Linked DNA regions of Mus musculus: regions 2, 3 and 4 are each linked to region 1. Evidence: chromatin contacts called from public HiChIP or PLAC-seq data. All regions are on one chromosome and are shown on one strand. Each heading gives the region's core, a stretch centred on a gene start, on an enhancer-like site or on the middle of the called end of the contact. The rest is flanking DNA. Distances are from core to core; before and after follow the strand shown. Region 1 holds the start of Capza1 (capping protein (actin filament) muscle Z-line, alpha 1). Region 2 holds the start of Csde1 (cold shock domain containing E1, RNA binding). Region 3 holds the start of Atp5pb (ATP synthase peripheral stalk-membrane subunit b). Region 4 holds the start of Ap4b1 (adaptor-related protein complex AP-4, beta 1).

Region 1 (6,545 bases), core at 2,488-4,987:
AAAAACCAAAAAACCTTCCTCTTTAAAAGTGATAAAACCTTTACCAGCTGGTTATAAAAATGATTTACTTGCCTTTATAGAAATGCTTGAGAGAAATCAACAGCCTCAAATGGCAAAGTTATGTCAGGGCTTACGGCTTTCACAAAACATACAAAGATAAGATTATTAAATTATTCCTTTTGGGACCACACCATGCATACTTTAAAAAATAAAACAATAACAACAAAACATACCTATCCCAAACTAAACACATTTGAAGTCTTTAGCAACAAAGAAAATGAAAATTCTGGATTTCTTTCCAAGAATTCAAAGTAGAAACTAATGCTCAAATAAGACCTGCAGACCTGCAGACTGGTCCACATGACTTTGCAGATACTGGTGAGTGCTCGCTCTACCACTGACTGACCTACATAGCCAGTCCATCTCCCACCTCCCTTCCAGTTTTTGAGACAGACTCTCCAAGTTTTCCAGGCTGTACTTCAATTTGCTCTGTAGCCTGGACAGACCTTACATTTTTCTATGCTCTTGCCTCAGCTTCCTAAGCAATTAGGATGATAGGCCTTGGTCACCAGGCCAGGAAAGATTTTTAAGATTAGTTTGTACTGCTTGGATAGTGGCTCACGACTATAAGCCTGACACCAATGACCTCAAGACAGAAGAGTCACTGGGAGTTATGTCTGGGCTCCATAGTGAGTTCCAGATCAGCTTGAGCTACAGGATTTGGACTGTCTCAATAAATCAAAATAAGTAAACCTCATCAGGGGTTACTTGCTTATGAATCCCAAGACATTCAAATCAGTAAAATCTCTTCTCAAAACGCACACACACACACCCCAAAACTTTTTTTTTTTGAGAAAGTATTTCATTCATGTAGCCAAGGATGGGCATGAATTCCTAATCCTCTTTGCCTTTATCTCCCAAGAGCTGAAATTATTATAGACAGGTATCACCAGGACCAGCCTTTTCCCCTAGCTTTTTAATCTGTTAAAATCAATCTAAAGATTAGAAGGGAAAGCAGGCAAAGTAGGAAAGAAGCTCAAAAATCAAGAAGTCTTACAAAGTCCTTTCTTTTCCTTCTTTTTGAGACAAGGTTTCTCTGTATAGCCCTGGCTGTCCTGGAACTCAATTTGTAGACCAGGCTGGCCTCAGACTCACAGAAATCCACCTGCTTTTGCCTCCCAAGTGCTGGAATTAAAGATGTTGTACCAGCACCACCACCGCCCAGCAACCCTTTCTTTCTACTCATAGATTTAAAGAGATATGAATGTGCCTGTCAGCTCTGAGGAAAGGAATCTAATAAAACTACAGGAATCTCAAGTTACTAGGGTCTCTCTATGTAGTCCTGGAACTCACTATGTTGACAAGGCTAGCCTTGAACTCAAGAGATCTACCTGCTTCTGCCTCCTGAGTGTTTAGATTAAAGGCATACACCACCATGCCTGGCTCAAATCATAAGGATTTTTACTGTATCATTATACCACATTATCTACACCAATAAAGATAATGTAGTCAATTAAAAACAACAAAGAAAAAAACCTCTATTAAACCCAGAATCGTGGGAGACGGAGGCAGGAGGACAAATTGGAGATCAGTCCAGTCTACAGAGCAGGTTCCAGACCAGCTAGAACTACATAGCAAGAATTTGTCCCAAAAATACAAAACAAAAACTAAAAGCTCTTTACTAAAGTAGGAATAGAATTTATTACAAGTTCCGGGGTAGATTTACTAGTTATGACTGGCTTGTTCTACTATTACTAAAACTAAGCAATAAAGTTAAGTGTGATGGTATGCACCGATAACTGCAGTATTTGAGAGACAGAGACAAGCAGATTAGGGGTTGGGGTCACTCTTGGCTGTATAATGAGATGTTTATATGAGCCAAACCCGACCCAGTCTTAAGAAAAGGAATAAAAACATTCACTCTAGCCGGGCGTGGTGACGCATGCCTTTAATCCCAGGACTTGGGAGGCAGAGGCAGGCGGATTTCTGAGTTCGAGGCCAGCCTGGTCTACAGAGTGAGTTCCAGGACAGTCAGGACTATACAGAGAAACCCTGTCTCGAAAACAAACAAACAAACAAACAAAAACAAAAAAAGAAAGAAAAAAGAGAATCAACACTAAAGTGTTATTTGGTGGCTTTTTAGTTTTTGTCCTACTAATGCTTAAGTTCAAACACAGGATGTTGCACATGCTAAGACTCTACTAACAAACTGCCACCCTGGATCCTGGTAAGTGGTTTATAAAGGTGGTAAGCACCCTTTTCAGCATTTAAAGACAGTGGCTCATTCATACACAGGTGTATGTTAAATTATTCTTTTTGAAGAAGTGATTAAAAATAGTCTGTTCCCCTGTCAACAATCTCCAATTTCTTTTTCGAAGAACCCAGGCAGATTTTATAGAACATTGGAGAGCACATACTTTGTAACAGTCACTGCAGGAAACAAAAGACATATTCTTGTCCCTAAGTTAGCTAATGAGACCATTCTAACTTGTAGCAGCCCTAAGAGTCTGTGTTTATGGAAGAACTAAGTACTTTCCTTTTTGGACAGTTTAGCAAATGTACGTTGTCAGAAAAAGTTATACTATCAAATTTGGAATACACCCTGGTATTTAAAACACTTTTAAAGATCTATGTACACAAACGACACTCTTGACATACCCAGCTATAAAGCACCATAGTAGGTCATCAAAAAAGGTTGGGTGTTTCATCCAAACCGAATGTGTTAAATGTGAGGTTTATTTACGACCCATTTAACCTTTCTGGAGTTGAAAAAAAAGTCGTCTGGCTATTTCTCACTGCTTAACAGGAAGTTAAAAAAACAAAACAAAACAAAAGACTTTGAAAAAAATTATAGTTAAGATTAAGACAGAAGGGACGGAGTCACCTTGGGGCTAAACGTTCACACAAGAGAGCATAGGCAGGAATAAAGGTGCTGGTCAAATTCTTAAGCAAATCCCTTGAGGTTTACTGATTTATTTTTATCCAATTAGTTTAATCGTCAGTAGTAGAGAAAAGATGAGAGAGGGTGTGTATTTCGGTGGACAGACACCACCAGAGGACCTCTCCCTCCCTGACAAGGAGTCCTGACAGCAAAATCACTTCCTGAGGAAGGAGGAGCAAAAGGGAAGTTAAGGAGGCCACTCTGATCAGGAAGTGACTCGTTCTAAACTAACCCCAATCATACCTATAAATGGGGGGATGGGGTGAGCCCCAACTGCCAAAAGCGGTAAAATAACTGCTGCCTGACACGTCCCGACATCACCTTCACCTCCTCTCTTATAATTACAGAAAAGAGTCTAGAGTTAAAAGTCAATCAGGCAAAGTGTCTCCTCTTGAAAGAAGGTTGTGCTCTGTCCAGGATGAAAAGAGTTGAGGACTGGGGGACTGGGGCCACCGTGAGGCAGACGAAAGCTCCTTTAAGGAAGGAAGCGTCCCGGGGCCAGAGGGACTATGCCAGCACCGGGAAACAACCTTCTTCTTCCTGGGGGCACCGCCAGGTTTCTCACTGCTGCCGGCTCGGACCCCTGGGCCCCGTCGAGGAAGGAAGTAAAAGAGAGAGGCGGACCCCTTACCTTCTCTTCATCCGACACCCGATCCTCAAAGTCGGCCATCTTGGCTGCTCTGGCCCAGCCCGGCGGGCCGGCGCGAGGCAGGCCGGGAAGGAAGCTGAGTGGCGGAATCACCGAGGGGCCGTCGGAAGGAGCCGCCCGGAAGCTCAGGCCAAGAGGGCGCCATGTCAGTTCCGCGCGGGTGTGACAGCCTGGAGTCGGCGCTCTAGGAAGTCGGCTTGCCCCTCGGGGCTTTGCAGCCTTAACATCTTTCTCCCTGAGTTCCGGTCACTTTCCCATTCGTCCTGGAGTGCTTGGTGGCGGGCCTCGACTCTTGCGTGGCGTCTGGGCTCCCTCTGGTCATGGAGCAGTTGCTACACCTCTAAGTTTTTCTGATCCGGTTGGTCTCCTGGGCCGCCGAGTCCAGGGCACTAAGAGCTGCTCGGCTCTTTGAGACATCAGTACTTTTCCGACCCCGGCACAGGGCGACAGGTTACCCTCAACCACGTATGGAAGAAAAACCACTTCCCTCCGGCGCCACACTGAGTCCGTTTCCAGAAGAATAAGCGCCACCATCAGATGCTTCCCCGCCCTCCTAGAGGACTAGGTAGCCCCTCAGTCGGCCACCGCGCTCCGCCACCTTCCAGATCTCCAGCCAGTTCCCCAGGACTCAGCCTAGACAGAGGCCAGCTTCAAGTCCGCCACTATCCCAGGATTCCCGACTCCGGGTTTCCGGCCCTTCTCCCCTCCCAGGTCCCGGCGCCTGCCGGAGCCGCAAGATGGCGGACGGAGACTACTTCGCGGAAGCCGCGCGGGCCGTGGGGTGTCCCCATGCACCTGTTCCTGGCTTGGGCCTGGGCCCGCCGCTGGGCTGGAAAGAGCGGCTGAAGGCCGGGTTGGCGAACTCTGGGTCCACGCTGTGGTTCCTGGCGGGGCTGGGGCTGCTTTACGCTCTGAGGGTCCCGCTGAGGCTGTGTGACAACGTGACAGCGGGTGAGAGGCCCAAACCTCCCGGACAGTCGGGGACAAGTGCCAAAGATCAGAGATTCTCGGGGAGACATGGAGGGCTTTGCAGAAGGAAATTGGTGTTGCATGCTCCAGTGGGTTTATTTTTGTCGCTTGGGCCACCTCCACCCGGCAGCTGATTGTTAGAACCGTGCTGCAGTTTCCCGGCCCCTCCCTAGATCGCTGAAGGTTCGCCCTCTCTATTCTGTCTACGCTACCACAGGAAAAGCTACCTGACACGCTGCAAGCTCCAGGTAGTAGGACAGAAGAGAGCATTCCCAGATGTGTACACACAGTTTATAGACATTCCTATCGTTTGCAGGGCCCCTTGAAAAGTCGTACCTCAGAGTTTCCCAGCTGCCTAACTTAAAAGAACTCACACCCAGAAAAGCAAGATAAGCACATCTGTCATACACGATAGAAAATGCTATGATTTTAGTGGACCATACTTTTATTGTAAGACAGTTCGGTTAAGAGACGTTTTTCGTAATATTTTTATTGTGAGTAATAAGATAGTCTAGGAAAGGGAGAGGAGAGAGAAGTGCAGACAACGGTGGGTTTGTTTAATATTTTCCTTCGGCAGTTGTACAATGTTTGTCATGTAGCCTGGGCCAAAGATAAAAACTTGTAAGCAGTGTTGACCTGTGCGGATTCTGCAAATACTATTCCCTGGCCGTAGGTAGGATGAAAAGATGGACTCCTGGATCTTTTGTGGCGTTATTGCAGTATTTTTTGCTGCAGCCTCAGAAGAAGATGGAAATATTTCCTTCTTTTTGGTTTTTCGAGACAGGGTTTCTCTGTGTAGCCCTGGCTGTCCTGGAACTCTGTAGACCAGGCTGGCCTCGAACTCAGAAATCCGCCTGCGTCTGCCTCCCAAGTGCTGGGATTAAAGGCTGTGTGCCACCACTGCCTGGTGAAATATTTCTGTTAGATGGTGACACTGTTAATTTTTCTGTCCTTTGAGAAGGCAGTGGTCTCCCTTTTCTGTCTCATGAGATGACATGAAAGACCATAGGATAATGTTCTAAAATGCTTTTTGTATTTTAGAGTATTGGTACCACATACTGTCTAATTTGTCTGTAATAGGTTGGTGAAGTGTTTAATGGTAATTTGTGTGCTCATTAAAGTGCTATTCATCGAGTTTGTCATTTATTTTTCTACTTCTTCTTGTTGCTTTGAGGCCAGGATGTTGCCAAGACATCCTGATCCCTTGAGCCACTTCTTAAGTGGTGGATTTAGAGGCATATACTAGCTAGCCTGGCTTTAAACCAGGAATGCTGACACATGCTTGTGATCCCAGTACTTGGGCTACTGAAAGTACAGTACAGATATATCAGTTGTTAAAGGCCAGCCTCAGCTACATAGTAAGTTTGAGACCAGTCTGGACTATCTTAGACCATGTTGTGAAAGTGCATTTAGCTTTTTATTCTTATATATTTGCTGAAGTTCTAGTCTAACTTACTTTTACAGCTTGTATTTTAGATTTTCAGAAAAGCAGGCTAAATTATCTCACTGTGACTTGATTTTCTTTTTTCTTTCTTTGACCCTAGATATTGACCCTAGGGCCCTGTACACACTCATTTTGATTTACTTCTTTTTTTTTTTTTTCTTTTTCTTTTTTTTTTTTTTAAAGATTTATTTATTTATTATATGTAAGTACACTGTAGCTGTCTTCAGACCCTCCAGAAGAGGGAGTCAGATCTCATTACAGATGGTTGTGAGCCACCATGTGGTTGCTGGGATTTGAACTTTGGACCTTCGGAAGAGCAGTCGGGTGCTCTTACCCATTGAGCCATCTCACCAGCCCTTGATTTACTTCTTATTTAACTAAACAACAGTGTAAAACCTCACTTTTATATCCATGAGAAGATTCTTAAGATATCAGACAATGGAAACTTAAAGTCACTTTTTAAAAATTTATTAATTTTAATGTGTGTACACTCTAGCTGTACAGATGGTTGCGAGCCTTCATGTGGTTGTTGGGAATTGAAT
Region 2 (6,545 bases), core at 1,971-4,470, 1.8 Mb before region 1:
CTGTCCAGTGCAAGTCATTCAAGCCTTTCAAACTTGTCTAGGCCAGGCACTGTGAGGAACCAGGGAAGCAAAATGAATGTCAGCATTCCTGTCCTGAAGTCACTAGCTGGTGCAAACTGATAATTATAATAGAGTGAGCCTGGAATGTGACGGAGCGTCCTGTGCTTAGGAAAGTATAGTAAGACATCAGAGAGGGAGGGCACTGTGGAGGCATGGATGACTGGGCCAACAGTGAGAGACAGAAAGGAAGCTCTCCACCACAGAGAATACTACTTCCTCTTAGCATTCAAGAAGGCTTCCTCATGGCTGGAGATGATTTGTTCTAAGACTGTACACTTGTACTCTCCTGCACTTACACATTGATATTTGCTTTGTGATTATTTAATGGTGTTAGGCTGAGGGTTCCCTGAGAATAGGATCATAATCATTTTTCTTTTTCCTTTTTGTCTTCATCTTTGTGTGAACCTAGGACCATCAAGCTATATCACCAACCCTTTATAAAAACTCTTGTTTTTATACAGAATCCCAGTCAATTTATTAAGAAAAGATACGCTCTCATTAGGAGAAGCTGAGTGGAACAAAGAGAGTAGTTAACAATTCAAGCAGTCTGTCTTTCTGTGTCTCTCTCTGTCTCTCTGTCTCTCTGTCTCTGTCTCTCTCTCTCTCTCTGTTATTTTTTGAGACAGGGTTTCTCTGTGTAGCCCTGGCTGTCCTGGAACTCACTCTGTAATAGACCAGGCTGTCCTTGAACTCAGAGATCCGCCTGCTTCTGACTCCCAAGTGCTGGGATTAAAGGCTTGCACCACCACTCCCGGCTGGAAAACAGATTTTTATTTGATACATAGTATATGGGAGCTACATACAAAAAGATAGTTGATGCTTGCATCCTATCTTTATTGCTCCTCCCATGTAAATATTATATACTATCTAACAATACACAAAGCCTCTCTGGGGCTTCAGAGAGGGAGTGGTGGCAACATATACCACAAATAACACAAGAGAACTAAACAGTAGTAATCCACGGTTATGTTTTAGGATTGTCTTGGTAGAACAGGAACAGGAGTGTGATCCCAGCACTTGAGAAGCTGAGGCAGGAGGTTTATGACACACTCCACACAAGTCTGGGCTACTCTTAGAGATCCTGTCAAAAAAAAGAAGGAAGAAAGGAAGGGAGAGAGTGGGAGTTGGAGGGGGAGAGAGTGGGAGTTGGAGGGGGAAGAGCAGTGTATTACCTAGGTGAAGATTCCCAAACTCAAGGCCTCGGAATCTCTGTACAGACAAGTGTCACTCGTCAATCCCTGTGCTCCATCCTGTGGGAAGATCGGTCTTGGGTTGATAAAGGAAGCTAAGAGAGAAAAGGGAGCAGGGAAGGGTAGGGTCGCCCTTTAGGATTAGGATCTGGGAGGCAAAGCCGGTTAGATCTCTGTGGTTTCTAAACTACCATAGTCTACATGGGAAGTTCCAGCTCCAACAAGGCCAGACCTTCTAATAGTGCAACTCCCTAAGAGTTTAGGGGGAACCACTCTCTTTCAAACTACCACATCCCAGTTCCTGGCCCCCAAAGGCTTGCAGCCATATGATAATGCAGAAATGCATTCAGTCCAATTTCAAAAGTCCCCATACTTGGCCAGGAGTGATGGTATACGAAAGTAAGTGGATTTCTGTGAATTGAAGGTCAGCCTTGTCTACAAAGTGAGTTCCAGGACAGCCAGGGCTGTTACACAGAGAAACTCTGTCTGGAAAAATAAAAGTCCCCCTAGTATTTAACTGTCTCAACTTAGTTCAAAGTCTTTTCTGAGATTTGTGCAATCTCTTAACTGTAATCTGCAAAGCAAGACTGAGAACCAGTTTGCAAACTCCAAACTTCATCTCCATGTCTGACGTCAAAGGGCTCTTCAGATCTTAACTCCTTTCAGCTTTGCAGGTATCTCATGGCTCTGGCTTTTCCAATACTGGGGTCTCCAATACACACACACACACACACACACACACACACAGAGTGGGGGGACAATATTCATATTTGTTGCTTATTTTATTTTATTACATGTAATTTGTTCCCCTGAAAGCCCTACCTATGTCTACAGAGGTCTGCAGTTTCTCTGAATAACCAACTGAAAGTATGGGTAAGAAGTACACTTGGCAGGTTGTGGTGGCACGCCCCTTTAATGCCAGGCCAGGAGAAGGGGGGGGGGTATCTCATGAGTTCTAGGCCAGCTAGATCTACACAGCAAGTTCTGGGTGAGTCCCTGTCTCTCCCCCGCAAGGAAAGTACACCAGGATGAGAATGTTCTCCTCTCCCACAGAAGCAGGAAATAGATGGGAGTGTCCTCAGGGAGCTACCCTTTACCCAAAATGGTTAAGAGGACCACTGAAGTTGGGCATGGTTGTCCACACTTTTAATCCCACTAGGCTGAAGCAGGCAGATTTCCCAGAGTTCCAGGGCAGCATGTGCTACATGTGAGACCCTGTCTCAAAAAACAAACAAAAATAAAAAACCAACAAGATAGTAAAAGTAAAGTAATTGTTTTCTAGATTATTGACAGGGCAGCCTAAATAACTTTGCAATGGTTAGATCTAACCATTCCACTCCTCTACTCCAGTCAGGTGAATTATGCTTTTAGCCTGCTTTCAGCCTTTTAAATACTTATTCAGACTGACACACTACAAAAATCTTCTGGTAACTGAAACGGACAGTTAAAGTGGTTTGGGGAATTTTAGATTTTATTGATAATACAGCCTCGCTTATTTTTGTCTGTCGCAAGCAATGTAGTTTCTGGAAGACAAAAGCTTTACAAATTACTTTGTTAAAAACTTTTCTCTAAAGCAATGAAATCCCTTCTAATGTAGGAGACAGGAGAAAGCCTGTCCCGTGACTAAAGAGAAACTGCGATTTGGACTCCTGGATTATGGCTGAGGAAAGTGAAATCTTTTTATTCACGACACTCCCGGATCTGCCCTCAGAACTGTTCCTACTTCATAAGGCCTTCCTACTCAAGCCTCGTCGCTGAAAGCTTTCGGGCTCGCGAACACCGGGTGAACGCCTAAATTCACCCTTCGCCCCGCCCCCAGCGTCGCAGCAGAGTCACTAAACGCAGAGATTGCTTCTGGCACTACCCAGGGGCGAACGTAGAGAAGAAGAGTCACCGGCTTGCGTGTGGCTAAACGCAGGTCAGCGGCTGGCGTCACTCAGCCCTCGCGCGCAAGCGTACTAAGAGCACGCTCCCCCCACCTTCCCGTGCACGCGCTCGGAGCCTGCAACTCTCGCGAGAGAAGCGAGATTTATTCCTACGTACCGGGCCGTGCTGCTTATGGCGGCGCTGGAGAGGGGGCGCTGAGCTGTTGGGGTGAGTACGACCTCAGTGTTAAAGTGGGGGTAGCAACGAGCCAGGTTAAAGACAGCTGAGGAGACTCAGGTTAACGGGAGGGACCTCTGAGTGTCAGAGTGGGCACTCCTAGAATTCCGGATGGAGGAGAGTTCAGTGTGAGTTCCTACTCCAGGCGTCCCTTTTTCACCCTGGCTTCAACCGTCTCGGCCTCAGGGCCGGCCGCGAAGCCTTAGTGAGGAGGTGAGGCCAGGGGGTGCGGGTAGCGGCGGTGTCGGTGTCGGTGTCGGTGACTGAAGTGGGGGGAGGGAGCGAAAATGGAAACTCCGACCGCAGCCAAGATGGAGGCAGAGGGTGCGGGGCTCGGGCGCGAAGGCTGCCGGGAGCTGTAGTCCGTCCTCTTCCCCCTCTGCGGCTTGGCGGGGGAAAGGGAACTACAAGTCCCGGCGGGAGGGGTGAGGGGGTGGTGGCGCGGTCCTTTGTGTGCAGCTGGAAGAGGCCGGGGAGAAGGGCCTGTTCTTTTTTTCGGGACCTTGTCTGTCTTGGCCGTCACTGGCTTTGGGGATACTACTACGACTACCAGAGCGCAGTGCGGCAGTGGCGCCTTCTTTGTGTGTGGGTTGAGACCCTGTTCCATCTAGGGAAAGTGCTGCGGGACACCTCTGTTCCCTCAGCCACATCTGACCCTAGCGCGGCGGAATTGACACCTTTACTCACATTCTCTTGTGGCTGGGTCTCCACACCTAACTGTCCTTTGGCATTTGAAAAAGGAGTCGGGCCCCGTTCTAGGCACGTGTCTCCCACCTTTCTGTCTGGGGTAAATGGCATGCGTTAGGAGAGTTCCGTGATGCCCTCCCTCCGTGGTGCAAGCGCTGGCCTACATTGTGCAATGAATGGCTTGGCTTTGTCATGTATCTATCTAGTGTGAGAGCCCCAGTCGGAGAGCAAATTAAATTGGAAGATTTGACCGTCGAACGTTTCAACCATACCCAATCTTAGTGCCCCGGTTCTTTTGCTTTAAAGAGTTAACCTTAGAAACACCTTTGTGGCTGGTCTCCAACCTGACTCACAGGTGAGCAGGGAGTACTCCTTAACACTTTCCACTGCAGAAAACATTCTGAACATTATTAAACCACTTAGTTTCCTTGTTCTGCAACTAAAATGAGCAAAAAGATAGTGCTGTTTAAGCAGTTGAGGAGGACGGGCAGAAAGGAACTAAGGATGTTTAAAGATTGTAGTTGAGTTTGGACATTATGTTAGGCTGATGTGAACTTCTAGTTCACAAAACTGCCAAGTTTGTTTTTCTTTTGTTTATTGGTTATAGCCTTAAACTGTGCAACCTAGGTTAGCCTTGAAATGGCTGGCTGTCTAGACTGCTTGCTTGCTCTAACCTACTTTTTAAAAAAATAAGTTCCAAATTATAGGGCATTAATTCAAGCTACCAAAATGCTCAGTCTGCCCTCCCCACCCCCTTTCTTTTCCTTTCCTTTTCTTTTTTTGAGATAGGGTCTTACTGTGTAGCCTTGTCTGGCCTCGAACTCCGTGGACCAGGCTGTCCTTGAAGTTACAGAGATCTGCTTGTCCCTGCCTCCCAAGTGCAGGATTAAAGGCATGTACTACTGCCATGCCTGTCGATCATCTTGATTTTTAGGTACTAGAAGGCAAACTCATTACTAAATTGACAGGCGATATAATTATTAATGTGGATAAGAAGCAGATTGTGTACATAAACAGCCACGAATATGTAAGTTATAAAATCTAGGCAGTAGTTACCTGTCCCTTCTTTAGTCCCATCACTACAGACCTAGCACTTCTGAGGCAGAGGCAGGCAGATCTCTGAGTTTAAGGCCAACTTAATCTGCAGAGCAAGTTCTAGGACAACCAGGGCCACATTGAGAAACCTTGTATCAAAATATTAAAAACCAAAAAGAACCTTGGATCTAATACTTGTCCTTGTTTCTTTTCCTCTTAGAACTGGAATGTAAAGAGCTGGTAGTAGTTTGGTTTTGCAGCTGCTCTGATGTTTACCATCACCATGAGTATTTATAGCAGCTGAGTGGAAAAGCAGAGTATTTGAAGCACAGACGATAGGTTTTCTTTTTTCATAAAAATAAGTTCTGACTTAAGTGTGACCTTTATAGGAATGATTGGAAGTTGTGGTAAGTTTCCAGCTAATGAAAACTATGAACTGCTTTCTTTTTCTTTCACACCCTCCCTTCAGTCATTCCATTTTTATGTAATGTAAACCTTAGTGGGTTTTTTGTTTGTTTGTTTGTTTGTTTGTTTGTTTTTCTTTCTTTCGTTTTTTGAGACAGGGTTTCTCTGTATAGCCCTGGCTGTCCTGGAACTCACTCTGTAGACCAGGCTGGCCTCGAACTCAGAAATCCGCCTGCCTCTGCCTCCGGAGTGCTGGGATTAAAGGCGTGAGCCACCACGCCCGGCTAAACCTTAGTTTTGACTTTTTTTGAAGTATAAAGTTTAGTGGTATTAACTACATCTCTATGAGGGCTGTACTTTTTTAAGCAAGGTAGGTGATAGTGGAAGTTCCTTTTGAATGATATATATTTTTTTTTCCATTTTTTATTAGGTATTTAGCTCATTTACATTTCCAATGCTATACCAAAAGTCCCCCATATCCACCCACCCCCACTCCCCTGCCCACCCACTTCCCCTTTTTGGCCCTGGTGTTCCCCTGTACTGGGGCATATAAAGTTTGCAAGTCCAATGGGCCTCTCTTTCCAGTGATGGCCGACTAGGCCATCTTTTGATATATATGCAGCTAGAGTCAAGAGCTCCGGGGTACTGGTTAGTTCATAATGTTGTTCCACCTATAGGGTTGCAGATCCCTTTAGCTCCTTGGCTACTTTCTCTAGCTCCTCCATTGGGAGCCTTATGATCCATCCTTTAGCTGACTGTGAGCATCCACTTCAGTGTTTGCTAGGCCCCGGCATAGTCTCACAAGAGACAGCTACATCTGGGTCCTTTCAATAAAATCTTGCTAGTGTATGCAATGGTGTCAGCGTTTGGATGCTGATTATGGGGTGGATCCCTGGATATGGCAGTCTCTACGAGGTCCATCCTTTCATCTCAGCTCCAAATATATATTTTTTTGAGTAAAATATTAACACTATGTTGCAAAATCAAGTTGAAATGTTGACATTTTGTAAGACACAAAGAATTGTGTTTTTTGAAGCTTTCTTTTCTGAAAACAAAGGGAGAATC
Region 3 (6,545 bases), core at 1,430-3,929, 1.1 Mb after region 1:
ACATTTTTAAGTGTCTGTCCTATAGTAGGTTCCACATGAATGCCAACCTAAATGCCAACACTACTATAAGCAACCTGATATTAAGAACCTTGATTCAAAATAGTCCCTTTGATGTAGGACTGCTCACTCTATGTGAAACAGGTCTTCTCAGTTTGCAGTAATTCTGATTATGTTTAATCTTTGAGCTGTATATAAATCTTGGGAACCTCAACTCATTTGTTCCTATTTTTTTGCTCCAAGGTTAACAGTCATATACATCTGTAGTAAACACTCAAGTTCCCTCACAATTCTGCCTGCCTGACAAAAACCTTTCCACATTTTTATTGTTATATGGGGAAGGGAGATGGTGAGCTCTAAATTCCAAGTAGTATTTTGTGTTTGTTTTTTAAATAACTATTAGATCTTGCTCTTCCACTTCTAAGCTTGAACTATTATATTATACCAGCATAATAGACTTGTACATTATTTGTATTAAAACAGTCTATGGTGTATTCTTTTGAGTAATTACAGCAGGCTGATGTCTGATTAGGCTTCTGATAAAGTCTTTGCTTTTCATTCACATTTGTAGTCAAAGGTAGGTCTCCTTAAGGTTCTGAGGGTGATTCTTCCCCACTTCCTATCTCACATGTCCTTTACTCTCTACATCTCTATACTCCATGCACTTTAAGAGTTTTACAGGATTTCCTATCACTGAGCTACTCTCTCAGTCCTATGTCCTCCTTCTGAGTATCACCTTATGCCTCTAAAACATCAGTGACCCCACCAAGCTTCGAAACTGAAGAACCATGGTAGAGATCCTTTCATATAAATTAGGGTTTCTCAGCTCCAACCTGATTAACATTTGGCCTGCATAGTTCTTTGCTGCAGATAGATGGCTCTTCTGTGCATGTTTAGAAGTATCCCTGTAGCTGCTGAATGGTAGCAACCAAAAACATTTTCAGACACTGTCAAATGTCACCTGGAAAATCAGCTAAAGGCTGAATCCTACTGGTTTAGATCATACCATGAGAGAATTTTTAGAACTTTTAACTACCATCTCAGTTGAAGCCTTTATTTTCATTTTCTTAAAACTATTTTAACAACTCCAAACCTGATGGCTCTTCTTGTCAAATATTCCTTAAATATAGCTCTTTCATATTACTGCCAATGCTTCTAAATCGTGATCTGACTTGAAAACTCTTCAGCAGGCTCTCCTCTGTCCACAGAAAACAAGTAACAGCACGGGCTAACCCAGCCCCTGCAAATTTTCTACATTCATCTTTCCTTAATGCCTCACCTATACTCACATCTCTCAAGCCACAAGGTGAATGACAACCAAAGAGCTTAAAGCTGAAAGACGGTCAAGAGTGCTTACTGCTCTTCACAGGACCAGATTTGGTTCCCAGAACCTATGCTGGGCTGCCCACAGCAACCTCTAACTCCAGCTGCAGATCTAATACCTTTTTCTCTGCCTCTGCAAGCACACACGCACACAAAAATAAAATTATTAAAAAAAAAAAAAAGAGTTTGACATTCTTTGGAGAAAGCAGGGCTGGCATTAACAGTACATAAAAAAAGACCCAAGACACAGATGAGGTTAATTCAGGTTTTCTTGGTTTTGCTATGTTTAGATTTTATTGCAATAGGGATATGAGCTCTGAAGGGTTTTAAGTGGGGGGAACTGCCAAGATCTCTCTGCTACATTGAGAATGGACTGTATTGGGATAAAAACAGATGTTAAGACTGAAAGCCTAGTGAAATTGTCCATTTCAGAACTGTGGGCAGCGGCTTCATGCTGTAACAATGGTAGTGAAAGTAGTCAGACTCAAAGCATCCTCACGAGTTGAGTCTTACTGACGGATTAGAGGATGGAGCTACTGTGTAGCTGTCTCTAGGACTAGGGTTGTTACTGTGATCTCCACAAAGTTATCCACTGTCACATTATGTGATCATCAACACAAGCATTTACGAAGCCATATGTGTTTTCGGCCTCCTGATATGGTTAATAAAAGATGGAAATCTGGAAGACACCCAAAACAATAGGTTTTATTTTGCTGTATTTAACCAGATCTGTCCTTGGGGGTAAGTAAGCCAGTAACTTGGTTGTGTGTCGCTGAAGGTCACAACGAGGGGTGAGCCTCTCTTTGGTGTTTGTCAGAGGAAGGAACAGGATCATGTTCAAGGCAATTAGAAGAACAAACGTCCGAATGAGTATGCAAGCTGGCTAACGTGAAGGAAAACAGCAATTTTTGGCTTGACGCTAGGAAATGGAAAGAGAATAAGACGTGGTGACACTCACCCTGGACCTAGGGCGGCCGCGTTCTTCAGACACGGGGCTGGAAATACACAAGACGGAGGTTAGCAAAGTCAAGGAGAAATCGCGTTTCTACCTTCCCGGGTGTCGGCCCTGGCATCCGTCTCTGCCGCGCCCTGAGATGCTGGGCGGCCCGGGAGCTCTCCAGATCGCTCCCGTGGGTGAGCTCGGGCCCAAACGCCGCAGTCCGTCCTCTACCCGCTTCCCGCCTCCCCGGCCTGGCTTCTTCCTAGTCACCCTGCTACGCTAACCTAGGCTCTACGTCTCTCACCCGCTGTGGCGGCAGCAGAAAGCACCACCCGGGACAGCATTGTCTGCGAAGAGCGGGACAGCGGGCTCCGTGTCCCTGTGACCCCGACCCGAGCCTGTCAGGGGCAGGAGCAAGATGGCCGCTCGCACATCTCGCGAGAAGAGATCAGCTCGCTTTTTCTCGGAAGTTCTCGGCTTTTTCCCCGCCCCCTCCCCACTATCGCGAGAAGAGGAGAAAAAATGGGTGGGGCTGAGGGAGGGAAACAAACAAAATCCCGCTGCGGGGACAGGAGACGGAAAAGCAGGCTGGAAGGGTAGACACAATTCTCGCGAGAAGTAGAGCGAATTCCCTCGGAGAGGGGCGGTTGCGCAGAGGTACACCACGTGTGCGGTCCCTCCGGCGCCGAGTCAGGGTCTCTCGTCGAGTCTGGGTCTAGGTTAGATTTGGAATCGTGGAGATGCGGAAGGACACCCCTCCTCCGCTCGTGCCCCCGGCGGCCCGCGAGTGGAACCTGCCCCCCAATGCGCCCGCATGCATGGAACGTCAATTGGAGGCTGCACGGTACCGGTCTGGTGAGCCGAGATCCCGGGGCCTGGAAGCCCCTTTACCCCCAGTCTCGGGTGCCCTCTCCCGGTGCTGACCCTCTCGAGTCCTCCCAGCGCCGTGTGGCCCTCCTCGGCCATACCTGGCGTCCTGGCCCTGCCCCAGCTCAGCTCCACAAATCCGATCTCAGATTCAGACTGGTCCCGCCACGGGGTTCTGTGAGGTTACCATAGAAACAAGGCCTTCCATCTGACACCTTATAACTTTGCTCTCCCCACCGTAGATGGTTCCCTTCTGCTCGGGGTCTCCAGCCTGAGTGGTCGCTGCTGGGTAGGTTCTCTGTGGTTTTTCAAGGATCCTAGTGCGGCCCCCAACGAAGGTTTCTGCTCTGCTGGCGTCCAGACCGAGGCTGGAGTAGCTGACCTCACTTGGGTGGGGGACAAAGGTATCCTAGTGGCTTCTGATTCAGGTGAGTGATCCCCCTCCCCTGGAATTGAAGAGTTGGGTACAGGGTAGGATGGGAAAAGGTGTTTTATTATTTAGAAGCAGGGTTGTTTACCTTATTGGCTTGGCTGTCCCAGAAACTAAGTAGACCAGGCTGGCCTTGAACTCACAGAAGTCTTCCTCTGTGCTGTAATTAAAGACGTGTGCCACCGTGCCTAGCCTCCTGTTTTCTTTTGCTGTTGTGTTTGCTATGTGCTGTGAATTGACTCACCTTGCTAGGCAACTGCTCTGTCACTGGACAGTCCTTAATCCCACCTTTCTTTGAGTGTCAGGCTGAGAAATGTAGGCTTTGGCATTAAAAAAGACAAAGAAATGAAGTTGGTAGGTGATGGAGGGTAAATGTTGGACAAGCTAGGGATGAATATAGTCAGACTACATTGTATGCGTGTATGGAGTTCTCAGAATTAAGCAGATTAAAGAAAGTCAGAATTTATATAAGTTGGTGGAAGCTGGGTATAGGTGCTGCCTGTAATCCCAGCAGCCGCAGGCAGAGCTCTGTGAGTTGGAGGCCGGCCTGTTCTCCATATCCAGTTCCAGGCCAGCCATAGGTACGTAGGGAAGTAGGGAAAACCCTGTCTCAAAGATTAAAATAGATTTATTTTGGGTCTGGAGAGATGATCCAGTGGTGATAAGTGTTAACTACTTTTTCAGAGGACCCAAGTTGGACACCCAGCACCCACATTCCACTAACAACCTTGTAACTACAGTCTTAGGGAAGCCAGTGCCATCTTTTGGCCTCCATGGGCACTGCATGCACTTGATGAATAGACATAGATGAAAGCAAAACACCTGTGCGCTTAAAATCAGAACATCTCTCTCACATACAAACATTCTTAAGTGTTAGGTAGAACATGGCAATTGAAAAGTAGAATGTTAGTGAATGAGACTGACAGTTGAAATTAGAATATTTCAAGACAGTGAGTGGCTGCTCTTCCAGAGCTCATGAGTTCACATCCCAGCAACCACATGGTGGTTTACAACCATTTGTAATTGGATCAGATGGCCTCTTCTGGTTTGTCAGTGACAGTGTGATCATATATATAATATAAATCTTAGAAGTATTTCAAGACATTTTATGTAAGCAAATATTTACTAGTGTCTGCATACCTGGGAAGAGACATCGTCACTGAACTGTTATCTAAATAAGGCTCTCTGGGAACCGATTGCTTAGGACCTGCTTTCTGGAAGCACTAGAATTGATTTTACATCTTATTTCCCTATCTCCAGGAGTTTTCCTCATAGGCATCTGGCCTGTTAGGAAAGCAGTAGGGTAACAAAACCAAACGGCCTGGAAGTCAGCTAAGCCGTTAGTGACGTGGACTTTGCTTTTACAGTTGGCTCAGTAGCAATTCTTGCTTGAGTCCTAGGCAGGAGTTCCTGCCTTGGTACAACCCAGGCTCATGCTTCCCTTGTCTGCACCTCACCCCGCTCTGTCCCCAACAGGTGCTGTTGAATTGTGGGAGCTAGATGAGAACGAGACACTTATAGTCAGCAAGTTCTGCAAGTATGAGCATGATGACATTGTGTCTACTGTCACTGTCCTGAGCTCTGGCACACAAGCTGTCAGTGGTAGCAAAGACTGCTGGTGAGTCCCTGTTTTCATTATTTCTATATCTAGACTTCCTGTGGATATCCCATCTATCCTGTTAATTTCATTATGTAAAATGCTTTGGGCTGTTTTTAGTCTAGTGAGTAATGGCATGTCTGTTTCCTAAGAGACTTGGTAGTGCATTGTAAATAAAACAGCAGGAGTCTAGGAAACAGAAGTGGGACATGTTGTATGGGTATATTTTAATGTTGATACTGCAAGTTAATATTCCTATTTTTTTTTTGCATTGTAGCATCAAAATTTGGGACCTGGCTCAGCAGGTATCACTGAATTCATACCGAGGTAAGTGTTGAGTCCTGCCTATAGTTATCTTTTCTTTCCCCTTTGGGATATTTGAACAGTGTTTGGGTAACAGTAGTAGCCAGTCTGGGTTCTTTTGATTGGTCTTTCCTTACCCCAAAACTACAGTCAGGTTCCATTATCTGCTTCCTGTCCATTTCTTTGTGCTCCCGTTTCGGTTGATAGTCTCACAGCCTTTTGACTAAGTGGGTGTCTTAGTTCTGTTCTCTTGCTGTGAAACAACACCATGATCAAGGAAAAAACATTTATTTGAGGGCTTGCTTAGAGTTTCAGAGGGTTTTTTGACTGTCACAGCAAGGAGCGTGGGCCAGTAGGCAGAGCCTGGTGCTGGAGCAGTAGCTAAGAGCTTACATTCTAATTCACAAGCATGTGGCAGAAAGATAGCAAGACTGGCTTGGTGTGGGCTTTTGAAACCTCGTAGTCCATCTCCAGTACACTTGGCCACACCTCAAAATTCTTCCTAAGTAGTCCACCAATGGGAGCCAGACATTTTAAATAGACGATCCTGTGGGAGCCATCCCCATTAAACTGAAGTGGGCTGATAGCCTCCATCCATCCTCTTACCCTCAGGTTCGTCAGGTTCTGTTGGGTCTCATTTGATTAGTCCTTCCTGTCCATATCTTACCTTCCATGGCCCGTCGGGCTTTAGCAATAGAGTCACACTCACATCTTCACCTGCAGTCTGTGACTCTTGGTTCTTCATTGCTTTCTTGTAGCCTGCAGATCAAGATCCTACTTTCTTGTCAGCATTCAAGCCTTATGACAGTAAGCTGTGCAGCAGCTTAATCTAGACAGTAGAGCCTTGCTCTTCTCAGACCGAGACTTGTGTGTGTGTTGGGGGGGGAGGATGTGCATGTGTGTGGAGGCCAGAGGTCAGCTTTGAAGATGTCTACTTTGTTTTTTGAGACTGATTCTCTGACTAGGACATGGAGCCAGGGAGCCACAAGGATTCACTTGTCTCTGTCTCTGCAGTGCTGGGATTACAAGCACGAGCTACCGTGCTTGGTTTTCTTTCTTTCTTTTTTTTAAATAATAATAGTTCTGTG
Region 4 (6,545 bases), core at 2,656-5,155, 1.1 Mb before region 1:
GTACATCTTTTTCCTTCTCTGGGTCCTACCTTAAAACGACAAGAAGCCCTCAAAGTCAGACACCATATTTTATTTAGATTTATATCCCCATTGCCTACTAGGTAAGTGCTACATTACAGGGCTAATTATATATTTGCAAAATTAATCAAGCCCTACTACAGGCCGTCTCCTAACCAGCTGTGCTGTTCTTGAGAAAATTCTGCATGTTAAACTTCAAGAATAGTCAGCCATAGTATTTCTTCATGAAGAGTTGAGTAATCCTGAGGGTAGGGAATATTTCTCAATCAGTTTGGTAGTTACCCTGGTAGGTGTATAGTTTTTTCATTATTTTTATTTAAGGTCAAATTTGAAACTCCTTTCAGAGTTAGGACATATACTTTAAGATAGTCATTTTCCTCTTTTAAGGACCTTTAATTTTAGGAACAAGCAAAGAAATTATTTAGAACAAAATCTGTTTTTTTTTTAATAAGAAAAGCTGATTTTCATAAACTATCTCTTAAAAAGCAACTTCAAAAGAGTCCCCAAAATATTGTATACTGCTGTGGAGTCACTTGAACAAGCAAACAGCTGGTCTTCTAATGCACCTATTTAAAGCACAGCAATCATAAATTCACTTAGCAAATATTTATTGACTCCCTCTTTTCCAGGCATTGTATAGGCGCCTGAGATAGCACCCTAAGAAATATAGAGCCTCATTATAGTAGAACCTACATTCTAGCAGAAAAACAGTAAAAATTAAAAGGAATAAATATGGAAACTGTGAAATCTATATTAGGAGACAATTAAGTGGAATACTGTTCCTCTTCCAGTTAAAACCACTCAGCAGCTCTTTATTGAGATTGCAGTCAAGTTTAAGATTGCTCAGTTCCACTCCAACTCCTCTGCCTTTTCAGCCTCCCTGCATTCTGTGTATCTGTCGCACTGGCTGCTACTTCTCTGACAAAGCGTCCTCCTACTTCTTCTTAAAAATGTTTATTTATTTTATATGTATGTGTGTGGTCCTGAGTGCATATGTGTACCACATGTATCCAGGGGCCCTCAGATCCCCTGGAACTGGAGTTACAGATGGTTGTGAGCCACCATGTGGGTGCTGGGAATTGAACCCGGGTCCTATTGAAGAGAAGCCTGTGCTCTTAGCCACTGAGCCATCCCTCCAGTCCTCTTAAAAATTTCTTTTTATTGTTTGTTTTGTTTTATTTTGCTTTTCAAGACAGGGTTTCTGTGTAGCCTTGGCTGTCCTGGAACTCACTCTATAGAACAGGCTGGCCTCAAACTCAGAAATCCGCCTTCCTCTGCCTCCCTAGTGCTGGGATTAAAGGCGTGTGCCACCACTGCCCAATCCTTGAGGGTTTCTTTTGGAGTTTGTTTAGGAGTTTACATTTGTGTGTTGCGGGATATAGCAGCAGAGGCATATTTAAAATGTACAGAATACACTGGGAGGTGATGGATTTAATTAACGACAAAGCTGGGGAGAAGAGATGAGAATTTAAGAGTGAGGATGGTGGGCAAGTTCACATTTTTTCCCCTTTGGAGATAAGAGTCTTTCTACAGAGCTGTGGCTGCTTTGGAACTCACTATGTAGACCAGGCTACTTCTGCCTCCTGAGTGCTGGGATAGAAGGTGTGAGCCACCAAGTCAGCTGGGAGGTTCAATTTTAAATAAGATAACCATAGTAGTTTTACAAGAAAGGTGAGCAAGGCACAAAGATTTGGAAAACAATGAGGACCTTCAAAGAATTTTGATTCACTAAGCATGAATGGAAGAAAAAGGGAAACCGCTCACCAATTTTTATGTTGTGTTGTGGGAACTGTCGGATTAGCTGGACAATCTGCTGAGTAGCCTCTTGTCGGGAAGGAAGAACCAGGGCTGGATTGCAATTAGTGTTGTCTAGATACAAAGTATGAATCTGTTTCCCCAGTATCAGAGCAGGTTCCTTCAGCATGGATGGTGTATATCGAAAATCACCTGGAAGAATAATATGTGGGGTATAAGAAGTGGGCAAAAAACAAAGGCTAGAAGACAAGCCTCTTCTACCTTCAGTAGCAGATGGAGATTGGTTACGAGTTTATGCAAAAACTGTCCTGGCACTGAACTGTACAGTCTAGTTTCTTTGTGAAAATGTCTCTTTCCCACTCTTGGAGATTTTCTGTTTGATTGATGTTTTTCTTATGAGACAGGGTTTGTCTACATAGGCTGGGTGTCCTAGAACTCACTAAGTAGACCAGGCTGGCCTTGAACTCATAGAGATCAGCCAGCCTCTGCCTTCCAAGTGCTGGGATCAAAGGCGAGCACCAACATGCCTTTCTTGTTTTCTTGCTCTTGTGATTTTATTTAACAAAGTAAAGGATGGATGGTCAAGTAGGAAATCAGTTGGAAAGGGTCCCTGTGCCTGTATGGGATAAAGCTATCTTTCTGGGTAAAGGTAGCTATAAAGTGTGAGGAATGCCTTGGGAGGCTCACCTGTGTATAGAATTGTTCCAAAGTATCCTTCAAAGAGAAACATGACAGAACCAGGGCAGTGATTGGCATCTATGAGCGTTACAGTCATGGTTTCTTGCCCAATTTCATCTAGAGGTAATACATGACTCTCGCCAACCTCCAGGGCCCGGATCCAGTGCTTAGACACCTGAGGAAAACAGTTGGTCACCCGAGTAACCATAGACTTCTCTTTCATCAAGGAAAGCTGACCGAGTTCTGAACCACTCTCATGTAAGCTGTTATAAGGATTCCCAAGAAATCTCTCCTTCCTCTTCTGTCTCCCACCCTTTGTACAGATTTAAACTCAGAATCTGAAAACAGTCTAAATAAAGATTCTCACACTTTCTCCTATCATGATAATCCCAGCCATGGGTGGGAAACAACTGTCAAAAAAAGTTCCAGTCTCACACCAGCCACTTCTACTGACACAGACAAGATGAGGAGATGTTAGACAATATGTGTTTTTATCTAGCACATTAGATGAATTATTGGGGGCGGGCAATGAGTGTTGGGGATCTAACTTAGGGTTCTTGCACACACTAAACAAGTGTTCTATCACTGAACAGTCTGGTAGATTCTTAAATGCAAATTAGGAAAGCACTGGTTTTTGAAAAGATAGGAATCATTTCCTTGACTAAAAACCTCCAGGTAGTTAACTAGAAGCCAGTCTCATTCCGGGATCAATTCCCACATTTGTAAAAATTCAGTCCTTATGTCTCCCACTCGGTAATCCCCCAAACTGTGACAGATCAGAAGTCCCCACCCAGATTCCTGGACTAGGTCTCAGCGATCAAATCCCAGCCCCAATACCTGCAGGCGACGATGCAAGAGGCAAGCAGTGATGGGAGAGCAGTAGAGGGGCCGGGCCCAAGTGCTAGACAAACCCACCGTGTGGTCACAGTGCATGTGGGTTAAGAAGAAGAGCCGCGCCGAACCGGCACGGCGCAGGCTCCAAAAGTCCACAGCAATGGGCGTTTGGGGGATTACGACCCCGTTCATGGTGGCAGAGTTGAGGTGTCACCCAGTGGGGTCTTCGCGGGAACCGCACTCCTGAGTGAGGTTTCCACGACAGCGTCCCAATGACAAGTGGACTCTGGAACAAGTCCAGAAGCCCTAAAGGAAAACCATCCCAGAAACGGAATTAGTAGACAGAGTGAGAAAAAAGAAGGTGGCCGCGCTCGGGACGATCAGGATGAAAGCGCCCAACGCGGAAGAAGTCGGGAGAGCATCACTCACAACCGCGCGCTGGAGCTCGGGCCCAGTCCCCACATTGTCAAAGCTCGCGCGGCGGCGGGGAGACAGACCCTAGTAGTTGATTTCCGATCGCCGGCCGCGGCGCTCACACAGTGAGCTGCGCGCCTGCGCCGAGGGGGAGAATGGGTGGGGGAAGGGCGTCCGGAGGTCGGTGCCCCCCCCCCCCCCCCCCCGGACCTGCGCTCGGCGCTCGGCGCGACCCGGAAAGCTGCTCCTTGTGTCTCAGGGCGACGGGGCGGGATTTCCGCAGGAAGCTGTCTGGGGTGTCCTCGGCCACTGGGACTAGATTCCCAGGGAGGAGGCTGTGCTAGGTCTTTGGCCTTTTGCTAGTGTAGAATTCGTAACTGGGCCTAGAGAGAGTTGAGATCTGCTGGGCAGAGCCAACGGCCTGTGGGTCTCCGGGCGGCTCCTGAAGGGTCGGGGCTCGCCCGAGGACCCAAGAATGTGTTCCGCCCTGGGGGGCAGGCACAGCAAAGTGACATCTCGCCGTTAGTGTTTTCACTGACTACATCTCCTTTATTCAGGCTCCCACATCGAAATTAGGAGGAGCCCACGAGTTCCCTACGGGTCTGTGGAAACTGTCCCGTGAGTGTTGGCGACGATGCCATACCTTGGCTCTGAGGACGTGGTGAAGGAACTGAAGAAGGCTCTGTGTAACCCTCATATTCAGGCTGATAGGCTGCGCTACCGGAATGTCATCCAGCGAGTTATTAGGTATCACCAACCTACCATAGAATTCTAACTCCCCCCCCCCCCCCCCGGCCCCACTTTTAATCCTCTTCAGAGCTCTGCGATCACTCTGAAAAAGTTAAAGAAGGGCAGTTTTATCTTTTGGCCTTGAGGCTGCATTTCTGGGTTGTCATCTCAGTCTTCCGTGTGGAACACCATGCCCAGTTGAGAGGTCTCCTTCATACCACAGGCTTTAGCAATTGCGGCTGACTCCTGGTTCAATGACTTAACGTAGAACAGTTCTCCCTTTTTTCTAGATTCAGACCTGTATATCTTTCTGCTTGCTTTACATTTCGACTTGGATAGTTCATCAAAGATATGACCAAAATAATACTATCATTCTTCTCCTCTTTAAACCTACTATTCTGCTTGTATTTGTGTTATGAATGTCACCAGGCACCCTACCAAGCTTGCTAGTCAACCTTGAAAACATTGTCTACTGTCAGGTGGTATGAAAAATTCAAAATATCAATTCTTGTTCTTAAAGTTGTACTGTTGTTGGCTCAGGCTGTAATTACCAAAGCCTGTTGTGGTAGTTTATTAATAAGTAGCCTTGTCTCCTCACTTTGGTTAGGATTTTTTCTATTATATATGTTTGAACGTGTAACTAATCTATAGTTGTAGCTCAAAACTGTAGGTAGGACACAAAAGTCCCATGGGGTCCTTTTTTAAAAAATCGTGATCTAGGGATCAATTCTGATTTCATTAGGATGGGATAGAATCCAGGAACTGTATTGTAAATAAACAGTCTCAGTTGATTGTAGTAGTTTGGTTCCACAACATTGGAAACAGTAATCAGTGGAATGAAATCTAAACTTTTTGTTTGTGTTGTTTTGTTTTTGTTTTTTGAGACAGGGTTTCTCTGTGTAGTCCTGGTTGTCCTGGAACTCACTCTGTAGACCAGGCTGGCCTTGAACTCAGAAATCCGCCTGCATCTGCCTCCCAAGTGCTGGGATTAAAGGTGTGTGCCACCACCGCCTGGCTGAAATCTAAATTTTTTATCATGCCACCCAAGGAACAAAAAGAATGTTTAGTTCTTGCTCGTGCCTCCTAGCATGAATCATTATCTGTGTCACGTTTTCCCAGTGAGCTGGTCACAGAGCTAAAGCGTTCTGTGACGAAGCATTTTCTGACTTCCATAGTGGCATGTGGATGTGGATCTTCTTGGTCTGTATTTTGTGTATTACTTCAAGTAGTTACACTGGATTTTTTTCAAATCAGTGATGTTCTTAGCTGACTTCTTAGTTGATCTTGAGTTCCTAAACATCTGAAGCCACTATGGAAGTCAGAAAATGCTTCTTCACAGAATGCTTTAGCTCTGTGACCAGCTCATTTGGAAAACGTGACACAGATAATGATTCATTTTATTTTGTTTTGAGACAGCCCTAGCTATCCTGGGAACTTACTATGTAGGCCAGGCTGGCTTTGAACTTTGAACATGGCTTTCACCTGCCTATGTTTCCTAAGTGCTTGGGTTAAGGGTGTGGGTCACCAAGCCCTGCTTTTTTAAATGTTTATGAGCATTTTGCCTGCATGTGTAAGTGTACCACAAGTATGGCTTGTACCTGGTGTCTGTGTATGTCAGAAGAAGGCATTAGATCTCCTGGAGCTATAGTTACCAGTGGTTATGAACTGTCATGTGGGTGCTGGGAATTGAACCCATCTCTTTTGCAAGAACAACAAAATACTTTTTAACCTTTGAGCTCTCTCTAGTGTGTACCTTCTTATAGATGATGTCCCCATATGATCTCTGGAATGTTAAAGTGGAGTGTACCATTGCCAGATCACGCCATTGGTATGTACTAAGGATTCAACAGTGTGAGAATAGAGAGCAACAGTTGCAGACTCTTAATAGGAAGTTTTGTGTAACATTAATAGACAAAGTAGACCCAATTGTATTTCTCTAAAAGCTCATAGTTTGGCTAGCTAGCCAGAGCACATGTAAATACAACTCTTCCTACAGATTGGGAATTGTGTGTTTTACTTCTTTCTGCTCTGTGTATTTGTGACAGGCACATGACTCAGGGCTTGGACATGTCTGATGTTTTCATGGAAATGGTAAAGGCCAGTGCCACTGTAGATAT

Evidence for each region. HiChIP or PLAC-seq counts read pairs in DNA pulled down with a chosen protein or histone mark.
Region 2: an H3K27ac HiChIP or PLAC-seq map of thymic regulatory T cells shows a contact between it and region 1, with 7 times the contacts expected there. The contact joins the promoter of Csde1 here to the promoter of Capza1 in region 1. A contact is called at or near these places in 1 of 39 promoter capture datasets (erythroid cells), 4 of 115 datasets of contacts at active chromatin or transcription factors (pancreatic cancer cells, regulatory T cells, regulatory T cell precursor and 1 more) and 2 of 9 other capture datasets (adipose tissue and liver).
Region 3: a contact with region 1 is called in an H3K27ac HiChIP or PLAC-seq map of microglia, with 5 times the contacts expected there. The contact joins the promoter of Atp5pb here to the promoter of Capza1 in region 1. A contact is called at or near these places in 1 of 39 promoter capture datasets (erythroid cells), 3 of 484 Hi-C or Micro-C datasets (cortical neurons, liver and muscle stem cells) and 4 of 115 datasets of contacts at active chromatin or transcription factors (the 230-238 cell line, astrocytes, extraembryonic endoderm stem cells and 1 more).
Region 4: an H3K27ac HiChIP or PLAC-seq map of thymic regulatory T cells shows a contact between it and region 1, with 5 times the contacts expected there. The contact joins the promoter of Ap4b1 here to the promoter of Capza1 in region 1. A contact is called at or near these places in 1 of 39 promoter capture datasets (the C10 cell line), 5 of 115 datasets of contacts at active chromatin or transcription factors (astrocytes, large pre-B cells, regulatory T cells and 2 more) and 2 of 9 other capture datasets (adipose tissue and liver).

What each region holds. Positions count from the first base shown.
Region 1 is chr3:104,860,768-104,867,312 of GRCm38.p6, forward strand. Capza1 (capping protein (actin filament) muscle Z-line, alpha 1) reads right to left here and starts at 3,738. Exons shown (of 10, transcript NM_009797.3): 1 at 3,573-3,738. The coding sequence starts at 3,611. It overlaps St7l (suppression of tumorigenicity 7-like), which reads left to right and starts at 3,739. Exons shown (of 14, transcript NM_153091.3): 1 at 3,739-4,541. The coding sequence starts at 4,328.
Region 2 is chr3:103,017,326-103,023,870 of GRCm38.p6, forward strand. It overlaps Csde1 (cold shock domain containing E1, RNA binding), which reads left to right and starts at 3,221. Exons shown (of 19, transcript NM_001161854.2): 1 at 3,221-3,344.
Region 3 is chr3:105,956,584-105,963,128 of GRCm38.p6, forward strand. It overlaps Atp5pb (ATP synthase peripheral stalk-membrane subunit b), which reads right to left and starts at 2,680. Exons shown (of 7, transcript NM_009725.5): 1 at 2,565-2,680; 2 at 2,279-2,315. The coding sequence starts at 2,604. It overlaps Wdr77 (WD repeat domain 77), which reads left to right and starts at 2,915. Exons shown (of 10, transcript NM_027432.3): 1 at 2,915-3,115; 2 at 3,370-3,555; 3 at 5,034-5,175; 4 at 5,432-5,481. The coding sequence starts at 3,001.
Region 4 is chr3:103,805,612-103,812,156 of GRCm38.p6, forward strand. It overlaps Ap4b1 (adaptor-related protein complex AP-4, beta 1), which reads left to right and starts at 3,906. Exons shown (of 10, transcript NM_026193.2): 1 at 3,906-4,446; 2 at 6,474-6,545. The coding sequence starts at 4,334. It overlaps Dclre1b (DNA cross-link repair 1B), which reads right to left and starts at 3,776. Exons shown (of 4, transcript NM_133865.2): 1 at 3,289-3,776; 2 at 2,461-2,626; 3 at 1,783-1,965. The coding sequence starts at 3,477. It overlaps Gm15471 (predicted gene 15471), which reads left to right. Exons shown (of 5, transcript NR_040412.1): 5 at 2,603-2,829.